2 separate regions of the Sus scrofa genome follow, and region 2 is linked to region 1. Evidence: chromatin contacts called from public HiChIP or PLAC-seq data. All regions are on one chromosome and are shown on one strand. The core of a region is the stretch at or near the end of the contact, and the rest is flanking DNA. Distances in the headings are between cores, read along the strand shown.

Region 1 (5,100 bases), core at 1,689-4,188:
CCTCCCTGTGGCTCCCGGCTGCTCCCTTTCCCCTCCTCCCCTAAAACTTCCCAGCTGTCCCTGACACCCACAAGTGAAATTCATAATGATGTTCCCCGATGTCCTAGAACCTGTGACATCACACAGACACACAGCATCTGGAGCCACCTCCCCTTCCGCACACGAAGAGAGCATCCCTGGGTCCTTTTTTTTTTTTTTTTTTTTTTTTTTTTATCCCCGGGTCCTCTTTTTCTCCTCCCCAGGATCCCAGGAACAACTTACCCAGAGAAACACGATGCTCCAGGACCGCTCACTCCCTGCTTCCTGCTTTAGAGGTTCAAGGTCCACACTGTACCACCTCATCCATCTTTCAGGCCCTTTCTAGCTCCCAAGAGTTCCTCAGCAAGACAGCCTGCCCCTCTACCGTCCCACAGAGTCCCAGAAGCCAGCCTGGCACTCGCCCTGCCCCGGGTCCCCTGAGCTATGGCTGCTCTAATGCCTGAGCTCCTTTCTCCCTAACAGGCTGGCAGTCACCCCTACTTCAACCTGCCCGACTTCACCCAGCAGCCACCATCGCCCTCCACTCCGCCCAGCCTCCCCTCGCACCAGCGCTGCCGGCCCTCCGATGCCACCAAAGGCCTGCTCGTGGCCCTGCTGGGTGGGGGCCTGCCCGCTGGCTTCGTGGGCCCCTTCTCCCGTATGGCTTACCAGGCTTCCCACCTACCCTCGCTGGAGCTGCTCATCTGTCGCTGCCTCTTCCACCTCCCCATTGCCCTGCTACTTAAACTGCGTGGCGACCCACTGTTGGGACCTCCCGATGTCCGGGGCCGGGCCTGCCTCCACGCCCTACTCAACGTCCTCAGCATCGGATGCGCCTACAGTGCAGTGCAGGTGGTGCCCGCTGGCAATGCTGCCACTGTCCGCAAAGGTTCTTCCACGGTCTGCTCTGCTCTCCTCGCTCTCTGCCTTGAGAGCCAGCGTCTCAGCGGCTACGACTGGTGTGGCTTGTTGGGCAGCACCCTGGGACTCATCATCATTGTGGGACCTGGACTAGGGACACTGCAGGAGGGGACCACGGGCCTCTACACCGCCCTGGGCTATGTGCTTGCTTTCCTGGGCGGCCTGGCACTGTCACTGGGGCTCCTGGTGTATCGCTCCCTGGACTTCCCCTCCTGCCTACCGACAGTGGCCTTCCTGTTTGGCCTGGTGGGGCTGGTGGGCTCCGTGCCAGGCCTCTTTGTGCTGCAGACCCCCGTGCTGCCCAACGATCCTCTGAGTTGGAGCTGCGTGGGAGCAGTGGGGATCCTTGCCCTGGTCTCCTTTGTGTGTGTGAGTTATGCGGTCACCAAGGCCCATCCCGCCCTGGTGTGCGCCGTCCTGCATTCTGAGGTGGTGGTGGCCCTGATGCTGCAGTATTACGTGCTCTATGAGACCGTGGCACCTTCGGACATCATGGGGGCAGGGGTCGTGTTGGGCAGCATTGCCATCATCACTGCCCAGAACCTCAGCTGTGAGAGGGAAGGGCAAGTGGAGGAGTGAGATCGAACCTGAGAGCCTGGGGGTGGGGGGTGGGCAGGGGTAAATATAAGGAAAGACTGGAATACAAACATGTGAAAGAACTGGTGTGGGAGAAGGACACCCCTTGGAGTCAAGGGTGACCCGGGGACTTGGTAGGAGGTAGGAAGGGACTACCTAGAAAACCTGGAACCAGCCTGGAGATCAACATATTTGGAATCTAGGCTGGGGCTTGGGATCAGGGCAGAACTAAGGGGTGACATCTGAAGAGCAGATCAAAGGGGCTGAAGCAGGTAGGCCATGAGCCACTGGGAGGATTTTTCCCTCGGCAGCAGAGAGAGAAGAGCACTGGGGCTGGAGTGACTGGGGCTTTCAGGCAGATCAAGCAGCTGTGCTGGCGGAAGGGAGTATGCCTTTTTTTTTTCCCCTCTGAGCGTTGGTTTCCCTTCCTCGTGGTTATGCTCCCCCCTCCCACCTTGGTGTGGTGACGTGATATTGACATCAAACAAGGATCACTCTGAATGTGGCTCTGCAGTTGGTGTCATCTCTGCTTTGGAAGGACAGTGGAAGTCCTACCCCCTGCTCTTATTGGAGAATCCCTTAGGATCCTCACACACCTCTACCACCATCTTATTTTTGAGATATTCTAGAAGGGGGAGGATTTCCTCATGTTCAGAGGCTTTGACCCCGAGTTCCCCAGGACTTCTGCGTCCCGCCCCATGGCTAATCTGCTTTTCCTGGATTGTCGCGGTCCCGTGATCTCTCCCGGATAGTGGCCAGCGTCCTTCCGGAGCAGGCCTCTGAGCTGAGGCCTCTGGCAGCGGCGCAGGCCGGAGATCCTAAACCAGAGCCCCGGACAGCGCTCCGTCAGAGGCCTGGAAATGTCCACTCGTCTCAGGAGGCCGCTCGACATATATCAGCTACTTCCGGACAAGCAATTGGCCTCGCCATCTTGACCTGTTCTTGCATATTCAGCGCGACTACTGCATATTCATGACCAAGGACGGCCCCCAGCACTCCCCCCTTCGGGAACCTACTTGGGAGGATCCGACCGGCCCCGCCTCCTTCATTACCGATTCTCAGAACAGACCATTTTCCAGTGAAGGGGGTGACATGAATGAGAAACTTTGGCTGAAAATGAAACCTCACTCGGAACGAGAATAAAAGCGGCCTATATTTACCCTTGATCCTTTAAACCTTAAACCTCAGTGTAGGAGGGAGGAGGGAGGGGAGGCGACGGGATAAAAACCGTTCCCTTCCCCCTTGTCATTTCAAAAGGTCACCCCAACCAGGGAGCCGGGGAGGGAGGATCAACGCCTCAAGCGCGCGCCCCGTGCACGCCGGCGCAGGCGGCCCCGTAGCGCAAAGGAGGGCGGGAAAGGAAGGGGCGGGGGAATGCCGGGGCGAATCTATAAAGGGCGTCATTCGGCCGGTTCGCTCCTCAGAAGCGCCGAGAGCGCGGCCGGGACGGTTGGAGAAGAAGGCGGCTCCCGGAAGGGGGAGAGACAAACTGCCGTAACCTCTGCCGTTCAGGAGCCTGGTTACTTATTTATTCGTTACCCTTTTTCTTCTTCCTCCCCCAAACCTTTCCCTTTCCCCTCCTCTTTTTTTTTTCTTTTCGGGAGACGAAAAACCTCCGGAAAGGCGGAGGAGAGCTCCTTTCGCCCCTTTTCGTTTCCCCGCCTACTTCCCTCCCCCACCTTTCCCTCCTCCGGCTTTTTCCTCCCAACTCGGGGAGGTCCTTCCCGGCGGCCGCCCCGACGGGGTCTGAGCACCTAGGTGGAGGCGGCGCAGGCTTTTTGTAGTGAGGTTTGCGCCTGCGCAGCGCGCCTGCCTCCGCGATGCACGGGGGTGGCCCCCCCTCCGGGGACAGCGCATGCCCGCTGCGCACCATCAAGCGAGTGCAGTTCGGCGTCCTCAGTCCGGATGAACTGGTAAGCGGCTCTACCCTCCCACTCTTTCTCCCTCCCGCGCTGCGGGCGGAGCTTGACTGCAGCTGCGGAAACTTGGCGCTGCTCGCTGGCCCAGCGTGGCTGGCGGGGCAGATGGGTTAGCGGCGCCAAGGCATTGCAGAGTCCAGCTTCCCGGCCTCCCCAGAGTTAAGTTTTCCTAGGGGTCAGCAAGCTTAGCGCTGTTCCGGGCTGGGGGCCTGGCCGCGAGAGGGGCTGGAGGGTGAGAAGGAGGAAGAGACCGACCTTAAACGAGATCACACGGATCCTAGGGGGCCTTCGCAAGTTTGGATGAGAAGCCGAGCCCCAGATTTTTTTCCCTCCCCCTTCTACATGTATTAATTGAGCACCTGCTACGTGATAGACATAACAGACGGTGGGGACGCCGAGCCGAACAAGACAAGGACCCTGCCTCCTAGAGCACATTCTTTGGGAAGGGGCAGGGGAGACAGCCAGTAAACACGAATAAATGAATGAGCAAGATCATTCTGTGAATGGCAAGTGCCTTGAGTGAAGTGAAACGGTTTAATGCGATGGAGAGCCATCGAGGGAGAGCTACTTTGGATGGGGTGGTGTCAGGGTCTGGGAAGGCCTGTCTGAGGCGGTGACATTACCCAAAATATGAGAAGCAGCCAGTCTCTGGGTCCATGGATTCTAGGACAAGAGCTCTTTAGGGAGAGGAAAGAGCAAGTGCAAAGGGCCTGAGGGAGGGATTAACTTGATGTGCCCTGTGGGCTGAAAAGCGGTCAGTTTAAGTGGGTGAGGAGAGTATTATAAAATGGGCTGGAGGAACTCCAGCGTCTAGTTTACATACTTCTGGTCAGCAGTGTTTGGAATAAGCGAATATTGGGTGTCCATGTTAAAAAGAAAGCAAAACATCTTTTTTTGGAGGAAAAAATAAAATGGGCCAGAGAAGCATGAGGTGGGACAGGCCAGGTGGGGTGTCGTCAATTGTGGTAAAGCATCTGGATCTCATTCTCTTTTTTCAGTAGGAAGCCATTGGAGAATTATAAGCAAGAGAGTGACATCGAGTTTACATTAAAGAGAAAAAAAAAAAACTTACAGGAGTTCCCGTCGTGGCTCAGTGGTAACGAACTTGGCTAGGAACCATGGGGATGTGGGTTCCATCCCTGGCCTTGCTCAGTGGGTTAAGGATCTGGTGTTGCCATGAGCTGTGGTGTAGGTAGCAAATGCCACTCAGAGCCTGCATGGCTGTGGTGTAGGCCCAAAGCTGTAGCTCTGATTTGACCCCTAGCCTGGGAACTTCCATATGCCGCAGGTGCGGCCCTAAAATATATATATATTACTATCTTGGTTGTCTTATGAAGAACTGACTAGTGAGGAGGGCTAAGGATGGAAGCAGGAGAGACCAGGGAGGACGTGGAGCTGTTGGTGACTTGGACTCCTTCCTTTGTGGAGTGAACTGAAGGAAGCCTTTTGGCTGGAGAGACTGGAATTGAGTGGATGGAGACGGTTTTGTCCAAGGAAGAGGCTCAGCTGTAGGAGAGTTGTGTCAGGAGTTAGAATCTCCTGAACTCACACCTCTTAGGATAAATTCCAGATGGAGTCGAGGTTGAAATCTGAAGAACAAAACTGGGGCGTTCCCATTGTGGCTCAGTGCACCCAAATCCAACTAATAATCATGAGGATTCAGGTT
Region 2 (4,654 bases), core at 431-2,930, 99 kb after region 1:
CTGCTCAAATCTCTATGCTTGGTTTTCCTTGTCCTTCCTGCCAGAATGAAAAGCCATGAGTTTCTGGGCTCATGCCTTTCTGTGCCTTCCATGCTTGGATCTCAGGGAGCCAGAAACAACTGGTGAGGAGGGATGAAAATGCCACCGTGTAACCCAGTGACTTCCTGGGTCCACCCCCCAAAGCCTGGCACAGCTAGTGTCAAACCTGCCTTGGCTCCCTTCTTCCTTTTCTTCTGGGGCTGGCCCCTGGCTATACCAGTTCCCTCTCCTCCAATCCAGTGGAGCCACCCAGCCCAGCAGCCTTCTTCCCGACCCTCATCACATGCAATTAAGGTGAAGCAGGCAACAACAGCAATGAGTGAGGAGGGAAAGGTCACAGCTGGGTTCATTTCCTTTCAAAAGGCTGCACCGGTGGCTTCGTAACAGGCTAGGGAAGCCCGGAATAAACCCTTGCTACACCTGAGATGCTCTTGTCTCACCTGTAAAGGGTTTTCATCAACCATGGGAGCAACAGGCACCCTGACCTCCACATACAGTGACTCTATGCTCCTGGGAACAACATGCCTCCGGCCTGGGCAACCTGCAAAGCCAACCCTGAAGTCCTCAGTGGAGGTGCACCTAGGGGTGGTGCGTGGCACCCCCAGGGCAGCCTGCGTCCATTTTCTAAAAAGAGACACCCCCCCGCCCCGACCGCCACAGCTTGCACCACCAATGAGTGCCACGCCCCCCTTTACAGTCGGCCAAGAGCAATCCCAGGGGCCAGAATAGGGCCTCTCCAGTCGTAAAAGCCTTGCAAGAAAACAGCCACCCGAGCCTGGAGACCCACCCCTCTGCGGGCAGCACGTGGCAGAGGCCCAGTAACCACACCACCACCTTGCAGACACCCCGTAGGACCTTGCAGACTGTAGCGCGGGAGTCACCAAAGCGTGTGGCACTGCCACCCAGCAGGGGCCCAGCCACCAGAGCTCGAGCTGGTGTCCCGGCGCTGGGTGGCAGAGAGAAGAACCCCGGGGCACTTGTTTCACAGAAGCAGCCAGGGCTGGGCCCGCAGGAGGGCTGGTGGCTCTGCTGTCCCCCAAAACTGGGCTCGCCTTCCCCACCTCCTCCTCCGCTTCACTGTCCTGACCCAGCAGTTGCTGCCACTCCCATCCGTCAAAGCCTGGGAGAGCCCAAGGAGGGAGAAATATGGGCCCGGAACCTAAGGAGGGCTGCCTGGCTCATACCGTCCCGCTGCCCTCGGCGCCCTCTGGAGACGCCGAGTAAGAAGAGAGAAAACCACAGCGCTCCCCCCCGCAACGCCACTTTGCAGACTCACGCTCTTTCTCCCTCAACTTCGAGCACTGTAAAGTCAGATGGAAGAAGACAAGATGGCGCCGAGCAGGAGGAGCGGAGAAATGCAGGAGAATAAATCCTGCTGCCGAAACGGAAGCTTAAACAAAGATGCGAAAGCTGGAACTGCGCAGGCGTACAGCTTTGGCAAGCTTTAAAACTCCAGCAGCAGGGAGGGCGCGTCCAGAAAACGCGGTCCTGGGATGGGACCTACTTTCCGCTAAGGTGGGATGGCGTAAATAGCGGGGAACTGGGGAGGTCCTGACTTATCGCGAGAAGACAGGAGGCGGAGAGCTCGGAGTGCGCATGCGCACCGCGAATCAATGGCGGTCTGCGCGACTGGCGGAAGCTAGCTTTGCAATATGGCGGCTGAGGTAGATGGGCCGCTCAAACGGGTGTTGGTGCCGATTCTTTTACCTGAGAAATGCTACGACCAAATTTTCGTCCAGTGGGACTTGCTTCACGGTGAGTTTCATTTGGAATCCAATCAAAGTTCTGTTCAAGAGCCCCCGGGCCTTAAAAGGGACTTCAGTGCGGACTAACTGACACCGGCGACTACCGCCACGCCAGTGCTGGGCGGAAGTCACTTCTGAGAAGGGCGGAAGTGTCTTGCGCTCCGTAGGGGGGGAGACGCCATATTTGGGGGAGGGAGAGAGTCGCCGAGTGTGAATACTTAATTAGTTTGACAACGATGAAAGACAAGACTTCACAAAACAAAGTTAAAATCTGATCTGGTCTTTCCAACCTTTAATAGATAGCTATATCTTCAGGTGCAAGATTACATTAATACAAAGCCTATGATCCAGGCTTTTGGTGGCACCACCAAGGCTCCTGCCATCCCAGTAACTTTCCTTCTAATTTCCATGGTCTTTTTTTTTTTTTTGCTTTTTAGGGCCGCATTCTCGGCCTATGGAAGTTCCCGGCTAGGGGTCGAATTGGAGCCACAGCAACGCTGGATCCGAGCCGCTTCTACGACCTGCACCATAATTCACAGCAAAGACGTATCCTTAACTCTCTGAGAAAGGCCAGGGAGCGAACCCGTGTCCTCATGGATACTAGTTGGGTTCGTTATTGCTAAGCCTGGCGGGTCACTCCACTCATGGTCTAATTTTTTTTTTTTTTTTTAGGGCTGCACCCCCAGCATATGGAAGTTCCCAGGCTAGGGGTCAAATCAGAGCTGCAGCTACCAACGTGGGGATTGGAGCCACGTCTGCGACCTACACCACAGCTCAGGGCAACACCAGATCCTTAACCCCTGAGCTAGGCCAGGGATCGAAGCCTCATCCCCATGGTTACCAGTCACATGTTTCTGCTGCACCACAATGGGAATTCCCCAATTTTGTACTTGCCTGCCTTCCTCTTTCTATCTGCCAGGCATCTGCACCCCAGTGCCCACCTAAGATGTCAGACCCTTTGGGGAGCCTTTGCAGTATGTCTCTGTCAGTTCATAGTGCCCCACTGTGCTCCAGGGACAGATATGCTTTAACTGGATTCATGACCAGTGAGAATCTGACTCCCACTGGGCCAAGCACCTTGAGGGGTAGAGCTTCAAGACAAGAGAAGATGTCTGGTAATTGAGTCCCTGAGTAGGTGCCAGGGACAAAGTGTTCTGGAGTGAGGGATACAGAGGAAACCCTATTCTTGGAGAAAGACTTGAGAAGTAGATTGCCTGGTTGCTCAGAGGCGGGACTAAAGGATAAGAGTCTTGAGCATTGATCAGCTCTATACAGGGAAGCAGCGGAGGGCCTTGGAAGTCAAATCATGGAGTTTAGATGTGATTTGCAGGGAATGGAAGATTGGTTTAGAGAAAAGGAATGGTAAAAGCTGTTTTGAAAAGTCATCCCGGAGTTCCCTTGGTGGCACAGAATCAGACTAGGAACCATGAGGTTGCAGGTTCAATCCCTGGCCTCGCTCAGTGGGTTGAGGATCCGACGTTGCTGTGGTGTAGGTCCCGGACGTGGATCGGATCCCGTGTTGCTGCAATTCTGGCGTAGGCCGGTGGCTACAGCTCCAATTAGACCCCTAGCCTGGGAACCTCCATATGCAAGGGTGCAGCCTTAAAAAGATAAAAAGGCTTTAGGCCTGAGCCTCCTGGATGCCTGGGACTGGGTTCCAGAGGTCTCTACTTACTGCTTTTTCTTTTCTCAGTTCCCTGCCTCAAGATTCTCCTCAGCAAATGCCTGGGGCTGGGCATTGTGGCTGGCTCACTTCTGGGTATGTTTCTTAATCTTCCTTTCCTGCTGTTGGGAGGTGGGTGGAATGCTAAGATGCCATAAACCCCCTGGGCCCCCTAACCAGAAGTGGGGTTAACATGCCTCCCAGGCTGCTCTTTAGCTATTGTGTCTTGCTCCCAAAGGGTGTCAGCTCCTCAACCCTGTCTTTCTCATCCTCTTTCTCCAGTAAAACTGCCCCAAGTGTTTAAAATCCTGGGAGCCAAGAGTGCTGAAGGGCTGAGTCTCCAGTCGGTAATGCTGGAGCTGGTGGCACTGACTGGGACCATGGTCTACAGCATCACCAACAACTTCCCCTTCAGGTGAGGGACTCCCGCAGCCCTTTATCTCCAAGGGTAAATGCTCACAACTCCAGTGGGGGTTAGGGTGAGGAGTTAAAAAGTCAGGGAAGCTTAAGCCTTTCTGGAACTCTAGCCATCATCCATAGTGGTGATGAGAGGAGGTGAGCATCGGAAGAATGCCCAGATTCCAATCCTGAGTCAGTTAGGTGGGGATGGCTGGGAGGGAAGGAACCAGCCAAGGTGTGCAAGACAGAAACCGTGTCCCCAGCCTGGATGAGCTATGGAGGCTTTCCCTGCCTCTTTCCAGGCCCACCTTTCTTCCCCCCAACTCTTGACTCTGCAGCTCTTGGGGTGAAGCCCTGTTCCTGATGCTCCAGACAGTCACCATCGCCTTCCTGGTCCTGCACTACAGAGGACAGACTGTGAGAGGTGCTGGGGATTGAGCCAAGAGCTGGCTCCAGCTCTCGGGAGCCCTGCTGGGAATAGGGACCTGGGGAAACCAGAGGCCTCGGAAGTTGACGAGGACTCGCCTATCTCCCTTCCCTCAGGTGTGGCTTTCCTAGCTTGCCATGCTGTGCTCCTGCTGATGCTGCTTTCACCACTGACGCCCCTGGCTCTAGTGACCCTGCTCCAGGCTTCCAACGTGCCTGCTGTTGTGGTGGGAAGGGTGGGTGCTGGGAACAAGGGAGAGGGCTGGGCGGGGATGGGGTGGAGGGGACTGGGTGAGAGGCAGAGGGGAGCCCCACAGTGTGCGGGTGTGGGACTGAGGGGAATGGGGAAATGTCATGGGAACATGGGAAGAGTTCCCAGGAC

What was found. HiChIP or PLAC-seq counts read pairs in DNA pulled down with a chosen protein or histone mark.
Region 2: an H3K27ac HiChIP or PLAC-seq map of alveolar macrophages shows a contact between it and region 1. The contact joins the promoter of MPDU1 here to the promoter of POLR2A in region 1. A contact is called at or near these places in 2 of 5 promoter capture datasets (fetal liver and fetal skeletal muscle), 9 of 47 Hi-C or Micro-C datasets (blood, embryonic fibroblasts, epiblast stem cells and 4 more) and 2 of 2 datasets of contacts at active chromatin or transcription factors (alveolar macrophages and skeletal muscle).

What each region holds. Positions count from the first base shown.
Region 1 is chr12:52,776,895-52,781,994 of Sscrofa11.1, forward strand. POLR2A (DNA-directed RNA polymerase II subunit RPB1) reads left to right here and starts at 2,939. Exons shown (of 31, transcript XM_021067825.1): 1 at 2,939-3,428. The coding sequence starts at 3,336. It overlaps SLC35G6 (solute carrier family 35 member G6), which reads left to right. Exons shown (of 3, transcript XM_003483096.4): 3 at 502-2,681. The coding sequence ends at 1,518.
Region 2 is chr12:52,877,244-52,881,897 of Sscrofa11.1, forward strand. MPDU1 (mannose-P-dolichol utilization defect 1) reads left to right here and starts at 1,681. Exons shown (of 7, transcript NM_001044619.1): 1 at 1,681-1,794; 2 at 3,478-3,543; 3 at 3,730-3,862; 4 at 4,185-4,270; 5 at 4,390-4,508. The coding sequence starts at 1,692. It overlaps CD68 (CD68 molecule), which reads left to right. Exons shown (of 6, transcript NM_001291776.1): 6 at 1-13.